Linked DNA regions of Mus musculus: region 2 is linked to region 1. Evidence: chromatin contacts called from public HiChIP or PLAC-seq data. All regions are on one chromosome and are shown on one strand. The core of a region is the stretch at or near the end of the contact, and the rest is flanking DNA. Distances in the headings are between cores, read along the strand shown.

Region 1 (5,284 bases), core at 1,043-3,542:
TTCTCAAAGTTAGGTCATGCAAGTCAAATCAACAAACAGTGTATTCCTTGGACTCTAGCTTCTGGCAAAGTACTGCCTGAGGAATAAAGGGTACCGCCAAACTCAGTCCCTGCCCTAGACAAGCCTGCCAGCCTAATGGAGGAGAGCAGGGTGGACCAGGATTAGAAAATAAACTAATTGTTTATGGACCACTGCTCTCAGGCCAGGTTCTGTGGCAGGTGCAGTGTTCATACTGACGCACGCAGAGTCACTGGAAGAACTTGTTGGTAAGACAGATAAGGAAACCAAGAACCAGGGGAGTCATGACTGGCATTGAATGCAGACTTGTGTGCTTTATTCTGAAGCTTGGAGTTTCAGGGAACAAATTGATGTCTGTAAAAAGAAAGAAGAAAAATCTTAAGACTATTTGCAATATATTACAATACAGTTAATGTGAACCATGCTACCTACAGAGGAAGAGGACATCAGAAGAAAAACAACTGAAATTGCATCCTTAAGAAAAGGACTCTGGGTCCTGGAGGCATGTGGGCAAAAGTGTGGAATATCTTTGGTAAAGTGCACTTTCTGTCTAGATGCCCATTAGCTAGTGGTAAAGTTCTGTTCCTTATACTACACGCTGGTAATCCCATTGTTTCTGAAGATGTGGTCAATCAAAAATGCATGTAATATGGCTAACCCATAAAATCAACATCAAACTTAGCTTGACAGCTCATGGTGTCAGTGGTTTCCTCTGGTCCTCATGTGATGGACAAAGGTGTGTCTCACTGCTGCTGCGACCCTCACATGCAGAAATATACTCACCTGGGAGGCCAGGAGAACATAAAAATTTGATGGCAATTTATTGCCCATGTGTATCTCTTTTGCACTATCAAAACACCAAACAAGACTTAAATCATCAAGTACTACCTGCCCTACATACAGAAGATGTATGTGATGCAAGTGTGGCCTCACTCCTCACATGAGGACCTGAAGCAAGAAAATGTATACACTATTACTTCTCAAACTCACATGGTGAGAGGTATCAATCAGTAGAGCCAAGTTCCTTAACAACTGATTTTATTTCTTCCTTCCTCCTTTTAAAAAAATCTGTTCTATTTTAAAAATAAGAATCCAAATAAAAAAGAATCAAATCCCAGAGAGAAAAAAAGAAAGCTTACACATGTCTTATGTCTACCACGCAAGTGTGACTGAAGTTAACACTTTGGCCTGAATCCTTCCAGTTTTGGATGTGGGTTGGGGTGAATGTCTGTTTTAAGCTAGTGGGTTATCATTGCATATGTGAAACTGTATGCTGCCTTCTTATCTATCACTAGATATTAATCTATGACACAAGACATCTTCATCGTCATCAATTATAAAGGTGGAATAACATTTGATAAAGTAGATAGTGCACAGTTATTTATTATTTATTATGTAGGATCTTATGTATTTGGGGCTGGGGTTAAACTCCCTATATAGCTGAGATGGCCTTGAACTTTTGTTCTTCCTGCCTCTACCTCCCTAGTGCTGGTGTTCAAGGCTTGTACTAACATGTTTGGTTTATATGGCGCTGGAATTCAAACCAAGAGTTTCACATGTGCCAGGCAAGCACTCTACCAACTGAGCTACACCCCTAGTGCCTGGAGCATAATTAAGTTAATTAATTAATTAATTAATTAATTTAGTAGTCGTAGTACCAAAGTTTAGAATTCTTAGGTCAAAAGGCACAGCTTGTGTCACACGTGACTACAGCTCTCCATTATTTTCTGCAAGATCACTGTCGGCTTTATATACATACTCAGGCTGGCTTCCTTGGGATGCAGGCAAAGTCCTCTGTTATGGATCATGGAATAAAACTGAGGTGATTCCCAGGAGCGAGGACCCATTTCTCCTCTTTGCTTTCTGTCTTCTAAACCGTGTTCCCATCCTGCTGTCTGAGGAACCCTACAGCAGCACCCAGCTTCCCCTGAGAGCTTTGTGGATGCCAAGGTATCCAGAAAAAATTTTCATCTTGGAGCCTGTCCAAGCCATTTGCTATTTTATCCTCTATTTGTTTTTCTTAAGCAGCTAACTAAATAAGAATACCATCTCAACCTTGCTCCACTCCCCATGGCGGGCGCTTTCCCTGCCTGCACACCCCACCCTCTGCCTACAGTTTAACCATGGGGTAGCTTCTTATATTTGAAAGCTAAATACAAAAGCGCAGCCCTGAGAGCCAGCCAAGTTCTGCAGCCAAGTTTGAAGAATAAAACTTTAAAACAGCTCTTCTGTCACATACTTGAGAGGGGAGGCAGGCTTTGCTATAAATAAAGACACATTCCATTTCTATCTCGTCCTTTGCAGTCCTCTTGGGTAAGGCTCTCTGTGTACGACTACAGTGTTCTCTAGCTGCCCGCTCTCCCTCTCAACTTCCCATTTTATGCCTCGTCTTGTTTCCAGGATCAGCAGCCTTAGAGTTTAGGGACCTTGGGTGACAGAGGAGGCGATGGCACCTGTATTCAGGGTTAGGTGTAATAAGATTCAGGGATTGACTTAAGAAACCATGCTTCCACTGGGGGCCCTGTGTTCCATCCAATAGCTGACTGTGAGCATCCACTTCTGTGTTTGCCAGGCCCCGGCATAGCCTCACAAGAGACAGCTATATCAGGGTCCTTTCAGCAAAATCTTGCTGGTGTATGCAATGGTGTCATTAGAGGCTGATTATGGGATGGATCCCCGGAGCTAGAGAAAGCAACCAAGGAGCTAGAGGGGTCTGCAACCCTATAGGTGGAACAACAATATGAACTAATCAGTACCCCCGGAGCTCGTGTCTCTAGCTGCATATGTATCAGAAGATGGCCTAGTCGGCCATCAGTGGAAAGAGAGGCCCCTTGGTCTTGCAAACTTTATCTGCCTCAGTACAGGGGAATGCCAGGGCCAAGAAGTGGGAGTGGATGGGTAAGGGAGTGGGGTGGGGAGGGTCTGGGGGACTTTTGGGATAGCATTTGAAATGTAAATGAAGAAAATACCTAATTAAAAAATAAATTATTAAAAAAAAGAGAGAACCCATGCTTCCTCTTCATCCCTAACATTTCCCCGCAGCTACATCACAGATCAGCTTCTGCTGGATGCTGTAACAAATACCTCCAATGGACTGGCTTAAAACAAAGCAAAAAATAAAAATAAAAAAATAAAGAAAAAAAAATCCTTGGGCATCAGAGATAGGAAAGGATTTAGCAGTGCTGGGTTCTCTTTTGAGGGTCCAGGGTAAATCAAACTCTCTTTTCTGAGCCTCTCTGGCACACAGCCTTGTATCACTCCATCCTGTATGCATCACCAGAGCCCTCACCCTCATGTTCCCATGAGCCTCTGTTATGACAAGGAAGTCCACCCAGTCAAGCCAGCACAATCTCTCCACTTCAATGCCCACAACCCAGTCACACCTACCAAGCCCCCTTACCTGTATAGTAACGCATTCATTCACAGCTTGGAGGGCATATGGATACAAGAGGCTGAGTGAACATGGGTATCGTTGGAGGCACTTTATTCTCCTTACCATTCTGTCTGTCTAGGAAGAAGACAAGGGAAACTGTTTTGGAAATTTCCCTCCTTGTTTTATAGCTGCCGATAGGGAATGTTGATAGTGGAGTTTTCCTTCTCGTGGGGCAAGGAACAGGTAAAACGATTGTATTCTTTCCATTTGTTTTAGCTGGGGACCACAGTGGGGCCGAGAAGTAGTACATTTCAGACACAGGTAGGGAGGATAAGAGGGATCTTAAAGGCCTCAGTTGCAGTTGGAGCCCATAGTAGGTTTTCCTCAAGGCACAGATATGCCCACACCATAGAGGGGTAACTGTGCTGATGATGTGGTCACAATTAATAAGGAAACCCCCACTTACTCAACTCTATCCAGTATGACCTCCTCACAACTCCACTTGACCCCAGTTATTCTATGTAATTTTTTAAAATCTGTAACATCAAGGCAAATAAATATGTATTTTTTTGAGATAGGGTCTCAGGTAATCTAGGTTGACTTTGAACTAGATATATAGCCAGAGATGGACTTGAACTTCCGATCCTCCTTGGCTTCCACCTCCCAAACACTGGGATTCCAGGCAGGTGACACTATACCCAGTACATCTGGTGCTAGGGAACCACCCCAGGGCTTTGTGCATGTTAAGCAAGCAGGACCAGAGGGTGCAGAAGTTACCGAAACTTCCAAGAGAGAGTAGGACCTTGAACGTTAACATGACTCAAGGTAGTTGAGCCACCTCAAAGACCTACCCAAGAAAACCTATGATGAGACTCGGATGGTAAATATTCCCCATCCTTAAGTGAGTCACTAATATCAAACATCATCACTTTGCTAAGGAGCCTTCAGTGATGGACGAAACAACTGTAGGGCTGTTGTCACATGTCATTAACCTGTCCCCAAGCTGGTTTTGTATCACTCAAGTTTAGATTGGTGTTTACATCTTGAAATGATTTGCGGGGATCAAAACAGAAGCAATATTTTATGCTATGTGAAAATAACTTAAGTGTCAGTGTTCATATTTTGAGATTTATTTTGAAGCCCAGTCATAACATTTGTTTATGAATTACCTATGGGTTTTTGAGCTCCCCTCCCGCCCCCCCCCCCACAGGAGTGGAGTGGTTGTGACAGACATGATCTGAGCAATCAACAAAGCCTAAAATATTTACTAAGTGGCTTTTACAGAGATAGGGACTTTTTGGAGGGGCTGGAAGAGCATCCGTAGACATCCTTGCTGGGACAATCTTTTTGTAGGTTGGTAGCCCCAGCACTGCCCTACCACGCTAGCTCATCACCAGACACTCACAGATGTTCAGCTGGGAAGAATATATGCAAGAGCATTTAGAGCCTGCCCCATGTTCATGAGTATAAATGATGTCTGTGCTAACCTCCTGGAATGCGGGGTACCTGCTGGGTTATGTTATTTATCTTGTACATTACTGAGGAGACTTTCTTGTCTTCTAAGTGCAAAAAGAGTATAGAGGGTCATTGGAAGTGTTGGGCTGTGTGTTCTGAAACATCCCAGGAAGACATGCCACCTGCTGGATAGCTGCTTCTGTTCAGAGGCTGTGTCCAAGTGGTTCTCCTCAGGATCCACATGGTACCAGGCATTGGGCCAGGACTTCGGGCACAGGGATTGCCCACGGCTCAGAGCTCTGTCACATGTTGGTTTGAGTGTGAGGAAAGGGGCTGAGGGTAGGTAAACAGTGCCTGGGCTGCTCCGAGAGTGTTGGGACTCAGTCTGTCTTCTCATAGCAGGCTGTGAGCTTGAGACCTGGAGGGAAGAAGACAGCC
Region 2 (5,284 bases), core at 1,957-4,456, 270 kb after region 1:
CATCTTGGTGAAGTATAATATAGCTTTAGTTTAATATCTCAAATACAGGTCTAGCCCCTTAAACCATTCTGTAGGAGGTTAGAGGATGAAAGGCCATAAGAAAGTGTGTGTCCCCTGCCCTCCGAAAGCTTAAAAGAATGTAGAAAACAAAAATCTTGAACTTCCGATAACACATAACACACAGCACATACATAGCATGTGACATATTCCATGCAAGCTGCGAGTTGGGTGCCATACAAGAAGATCACTGGCAGAAATCCAGAGGGGGTTCCTTAGGGAGGGACTGAGAGAGGAGACCTTGACAGATGGGGACAGCTTAGATCAGAGTCTCTCTCCTGCCAGTGGCTCACCCTTGCGTTCCACTGGCTTTCAGCTTGTGCGCAACATTTCTGGTATTCAGCCCTCACCTAAAATGAGGCGTCCTCACATGGTGTTGGTCCACAGAAAGGAATGAAACTGTGTGACAGCCAGGACAAATGGAGTCCTCCGGGGCAGAAAGAGAGGAAAAACATGGCATTGTCCCAGGAAGCGACGTGAGAGTCTGGGAGACGGGACAACTGGCAGAGACTCCACTGCGCTGTCTCTTGTCAACTGTCCAGCACTTCAGATGTCACCCGAGGACACCGCAACAATTATCATTCGGGCAGACACTCAAAGTGACTATACATTTTGGCTTGCTTGGTGGCCATGGTTGAGTCTTAAACAAAAGCAGTTGGGGGGGGGGGGCAGTGTGCAGATCTTGGGCCAGGCTTTCAGAGAAGAAGAAATTATGCGCCGTGACAAGCTGTTCCACTATGGCAGCAATGAAGTGGCAGCATTTCCAACCCTGTCTGTCAAACAGGCCCCAAAATACATCTTCATTTGTTGTTGGGCAGCTGGGAAAAAGTCATTAGAGATGTTAGGGTGTATCATCATGGCCCCTGATTCCCTCCCTTCCATGTAGCTAACCCTAACCCCAAGCTACCCTGCTACAAAATAAACAAACAAACAAATAAAACCCCATATCGGCTGTTCATCCATTTGTTTATTTGGTGTGTAGCTAAGGGTCAGACCCAGAGCCTTACATACTGGCAAGTGCTTTTTCATTGAGCTATATACCTAAGCATACCACCTTACTTTGCACTAACGAAAGCCTGGCAGAACATGGGCCAATGAATGGATGAGATCACAGCTTCTAGATAAGGGGCAGAGTTTTCAACTGCAGCAGTTGACCTGACATAGTCATCACAGCCCACACCAGTCTTCTCTGGTTTCTGTGGCAAATGGCCACACTTTGTGGCTTTATTGGGCTGGGGCTAGAGCTCAGTGGCCTACATGAGAGTTCTGTCCTCAGCACCGAGAGATAGTGTACTGGTTTATAACTATACAACTCTGTTCTCTTTTGTGTTCTAGAGGTTAGAAAATCTGACACAGGTGTCACGTGGCTAAAATCAAGATGTTCTCTTCTGAAGGCTCCAGGGGGAATCTGTTTCCTGTTTCTTCAAGTATCTTGAAGTTAGCACCTTACATTGGCTCTTTATCCCTTCCCTCTTCAAAGCCAACCCCAGGAAGTGAAGTCCCTCTTACATGGCCCCACAATAACCTTTGCCTCCTTCCTCCCCCCTACTTTCTTCACCCATTTTTTTGGACTCCTATAACATCAATGGGCTAAACTGGGGATTCTCTAGGACAGTCTCCATCTTATAAGTCATTAGCCACCCTAATTTCCTCTTGCCATGTGACCTGACTGAGTAAACTCCTGGGTCAGGCCAACTGGATCAGGGGTAGGAACAGAAAGACATCATCCTCCCTACCATATACTCTCACACACAGTCTCTAAAACCACCTAACGTAATAAATATGGTCAGCACTGGAGAGAAGCACCTGAGGCTCAGAGGAGACCAAGGTTACCTGGCTTTTGAAAAAAAACCACCTGAGATCTTAATTCCACGTGCAGCCGCCATTATTTGGCCCAGCAGGACAGTGCACCACACAGAAGGTCCACGTGCCTGGTATTCTAGATACACTGACTTTCATTCCCCCATCTGTGAAGAAACTGCTGAATGGATTGGCTGTTATTGAATAGCTCAGGGCATAAAATGATAGTAATAGACAAGACATTCTTAACGCCCCTTGCAGTTACAGCCTACAGGAAATGTACTGAACACCAGAGAGGGTGCCCTATGAACATGTACTGCTGTTGTATCCTGCATCCAAGTGCTGGAATAATGTGCAGCATGCCATGTGACACACAATTCTATCTGCAACCTTTCCCCTTTAGCTCACTTCTGAGTCCAGCCCACCTAGCCTTCCCCAATGATGGCAAATGTGTTGTCTACCTTAGTATGCCTGCCTTTTCCCCACTAAATTGGTAAGTTATCCGAAAGAATGATGCCAGGGTATTTGGTTGAATATGATATTTAATAGTGGTTTGGGAGGTAAAATATAGCTTTAAGAAAAATTGACTCAAGAGATGTATGTGGTTGCATATAATTGAGCATGAGTCTTCTGGGCTTCCAACAACTACAACTGCATTGTGGGTCAGAAGCTCAAGCCTACAGTGAAATCCTAAGCCTATGGATCATTAGACAGCCTCCATCACTACTCCCTTTCTTCCTTTCATCAAAGAATTATAATATACATGTCACTGAATCATCTCTCTCTTCCTACTTCCTTCCCTTTTAATCACAACAGAGAGGAAATTTTCCAGCCAGGCATTAAATTGGGTCAACAGCTAACCCAGCGTGAGTGTAGACAGCGGGTCTAGCAAGTAGTATGTAGACACAGGAAATGAAAGCCACTGTGCTGCCTGTATCCATGCACTGTGGAATGGTGCAAAGGCCCTATTAAGATGGAAAGTAATAAAAGATGAGAGGAAATATGGGCACCAGCAGCCAATAAACATTCCTGCCTTAAGAAAGCATTAGTTCCATGCAATGGCTTCTAATGCCTTTCTTGTAATCTCCCAAGGTAACCTTTGTCACCAAGAGTGGGCCTACAGGACTTCTAGGAAATGGCACAGTGCCTCTGAGCTGATCCGAAACCATTTATGGCAGTTGCACAGGGTTGGCTCAACTTTCAAAGGCTGTCACTGAAGGCGGGTGTAGAAGGATGTCCTTGACCCTGCCGTGCACTCATGGAAGTTGAAGCAAAAGCACACAGACCTGTGCCTGCTGCAAGAGGACATCTATTTCCCTCTTTACTGTGTAGAATGACTCAGAAATGCACTTAATAGCTGGGCTTGCGATCACAATGCAGTGCTAATAACTGTGAGTAAAGGCTATACTATTGGCTCTGCCTAGATCGTCCCTGGAGATCAGAGCAAAGATTCCTTTCTTCCTGTGTCATCCCTTAGATATGACTCTACATGGCTTTTGTTTTCTCTATATGAACCCATAGGACAATGCATTAGAAGGAAGTCTAATATCTGCCCTTGGTGAGTAAGCTATCCCCTAGGGCACCACTGCAGTTCCTTTGAGAGTGAACTTACAGGCCACAGAACAATCAAGAACACATAACTTCCTTCAGACCTCCCAAGGCTTATGCAATAGGTAGCATAAAGCCCTGGAATCATGTGCCTGACCATTCAGATATCTAGAGCTTATGTTACTCTATGTATTCAAAGAGATGGCATGTTATCCTAAACTATGCTATGAGCTGACCCAGAGTCATTCATAGGCAGTGGAGAGGGTGGTGCTCAGAGCCAGCGAAGGAGTTGTATGGCAGATGTGGTTGCAATAAGGTAGGGCCTAGAAGCTAAAGATCGCATGCAGCCTAGAGCTGCAAGAGCCAAGCCATTGAGTCTCTCCTAGGAACGTGAGAGGACTCAGCTTCTCCAGCCACTCCAGACTTCTCAGCTCTGGCAAAAAACAGTAAACAGCTCTGCTTTCAGTCACTAAGTTTGTGATCAGGTGTTCAGGCAACAGTGGGAAGCTAGCAGAGGCAGCTCGCCCTGCTTTCCTCCTTGGGATTAGCCACATTACAGGCTGGCCAACTACAGAAAACTTATCCTAATCTATCAGAGTAAAGTTCTACCGCCCCGGCTCCAACAAATGCCACCCGACGCTATCAACTCCAGCAACTTACTTCATCAAACATGGAATTAGCTTTCATATAATAACTAACAAAAGTATGCACTTGTCCGGTATGTTGGTTATCTTTGGAAGATATGCTTGCAATTTTAATGTTCTATGGGGTTTTTTTTGTTTTTGTTTTTCTTTGTTGTTGTTTTAATCCATTTAAGGAAAACATCATAAAGCTTGGAACTAAATGACCCAGCAATTGAAAACTTAAACAATGAAGACATTTAGCCTTGTGACAACGCCACGGTGTGTGGCCTAGTAGTAAATGAGAACGTAAATATGTTTGCCCAAAAAGAAGATAGAAAAGGAAAAGAAAAGCTATCACTCCAAATGAAATCAATTGTTTGGCGTTTTACGGGGGCTCTGGGGTGGGTTCCCCAAGGACACTCATGCTATGCATGATCTCTGGTTCCACAGATGTGATTAATTTTGCTTCTGTGATTAGGTATGTTACATGACATAGATTTATGGCCAGGGATGTTGTTTGGATGGGTCTGGCCTAATCATATGGCCCTTGAAAAGCCAAGCGCGTTCCCTGGTTAGTAGCAATTGAGAACTAGTTTGCGTACCTGGTTATCTGAAGGTTGAGGAGCCTGCATGTTAAAGTGTATGGACAGCCTGTGTGATCCTGTCCTGGACTCACAGCAGCAAGGTGAGGTGCCGGCCTTCAGTGCTACAGCTACAAGGAACCTAATTCTGATACCAGCACAAGTGAGTTTTCCTTCAGTACCTCCAGATGGAGGCCCAGATCAGCAGACGCTTGAGACTAGCCTAGGAGGGGCTACATGGAGTGCTAGCACTGAGTGGACCTTCTAGACCATAGCACGGTGGGTGCTCGCACTGAGTGACCTTAGAAGCCAGCTTTGATTCATAAGGCCTCTCTCTGTTCCTCCAGGGAGCAAACATTGGTTCTGGGGGAAAAGTGATTTTTAAAAATACCTTATTTTCTCACATCTAAACCAGTTGGGGATAGTTGAGGTATCTCAGAAGTCCTACTGGGAGAGGAATAATAAACAAAGTATTAGTAAATGCTTACCTAAAATACAAGTTCAATATTTGGTTTCTACTGGTTTTTGCCAGTCTGCTTCTAGTGCAGTGGTTTGGGGGCCGAACAACCCTTTCACGGGAATTGTGTATCAGAGATCTTGCATACCAGATATTTATATTATGATTCACAGCAGTAGCAAAGTTACAGTTATAAAGTAACAACAAAAATATTTTAT

The links. HiChIP or PLAC-seq counts read pairs in DNA pulled down with a chosen protein or histone mark.
Region 2: a contact with region 1 is called in an H3K27ac HiChIP or PLAC-seq map of heart atrium, with 5 times the contacts expected there. The contact joins two enhancer-like sites. A contact is called at or near these places in 3 of 484 Hi-C or Micro-C datasets (the HL-1 cell line, cerebral cortex and nephron progenitors) and 2 of 115 datasets of contacts at active chromatin or transcription factors (embryonic basal ganglia and heart atrium).

The regions. Positions count from the first base shown.
Region 1 is chr12:82,662,544-82,667,827 of GRCm38.p6, forward strand. All of the region lies in intron 2 of Rgs6 (regulator of G-protein signaling 6), which reads left to right. Among named protein-coding and RNA genes, the nearest start is that of Rgs6, 48 kb to the left of the region's middle. Within about 2 kb of position 2,293, at least 22 of the 459 cell types and tissues checked have an H3K27ac peak or open chromatin away from gene starts, as enhancers often do. A contact at or near this core is called in heart atrium, where this site is marked.
Region 2 is chr12:82,932,520-82,937,803 of GRCm38.p6, forward strand. All of the region lies in intron 2 of Rgs6 (regulator of G-protein signaling 6), which reads left to right. 1700085C21Rik (RIKEN cDNA 1700085C21 gene) reads right to left here. Exons shown (of 3, transcript NR_046045.1): 2 at 5,001-5,056; 3 at 1-875. Among named protein-coding and RNA genes, the nearest start is that of 1700085C21Rik, 4.0 kb to the right of the region's middle. Within about 2 kb of position 3,207, at least 23 of the 459 cell types and tissues checked have an H3K27ac peak or open chromatin away from gene starts, as enhancers often do. A contact at or near this core is called in heart atrium, where this site is marked.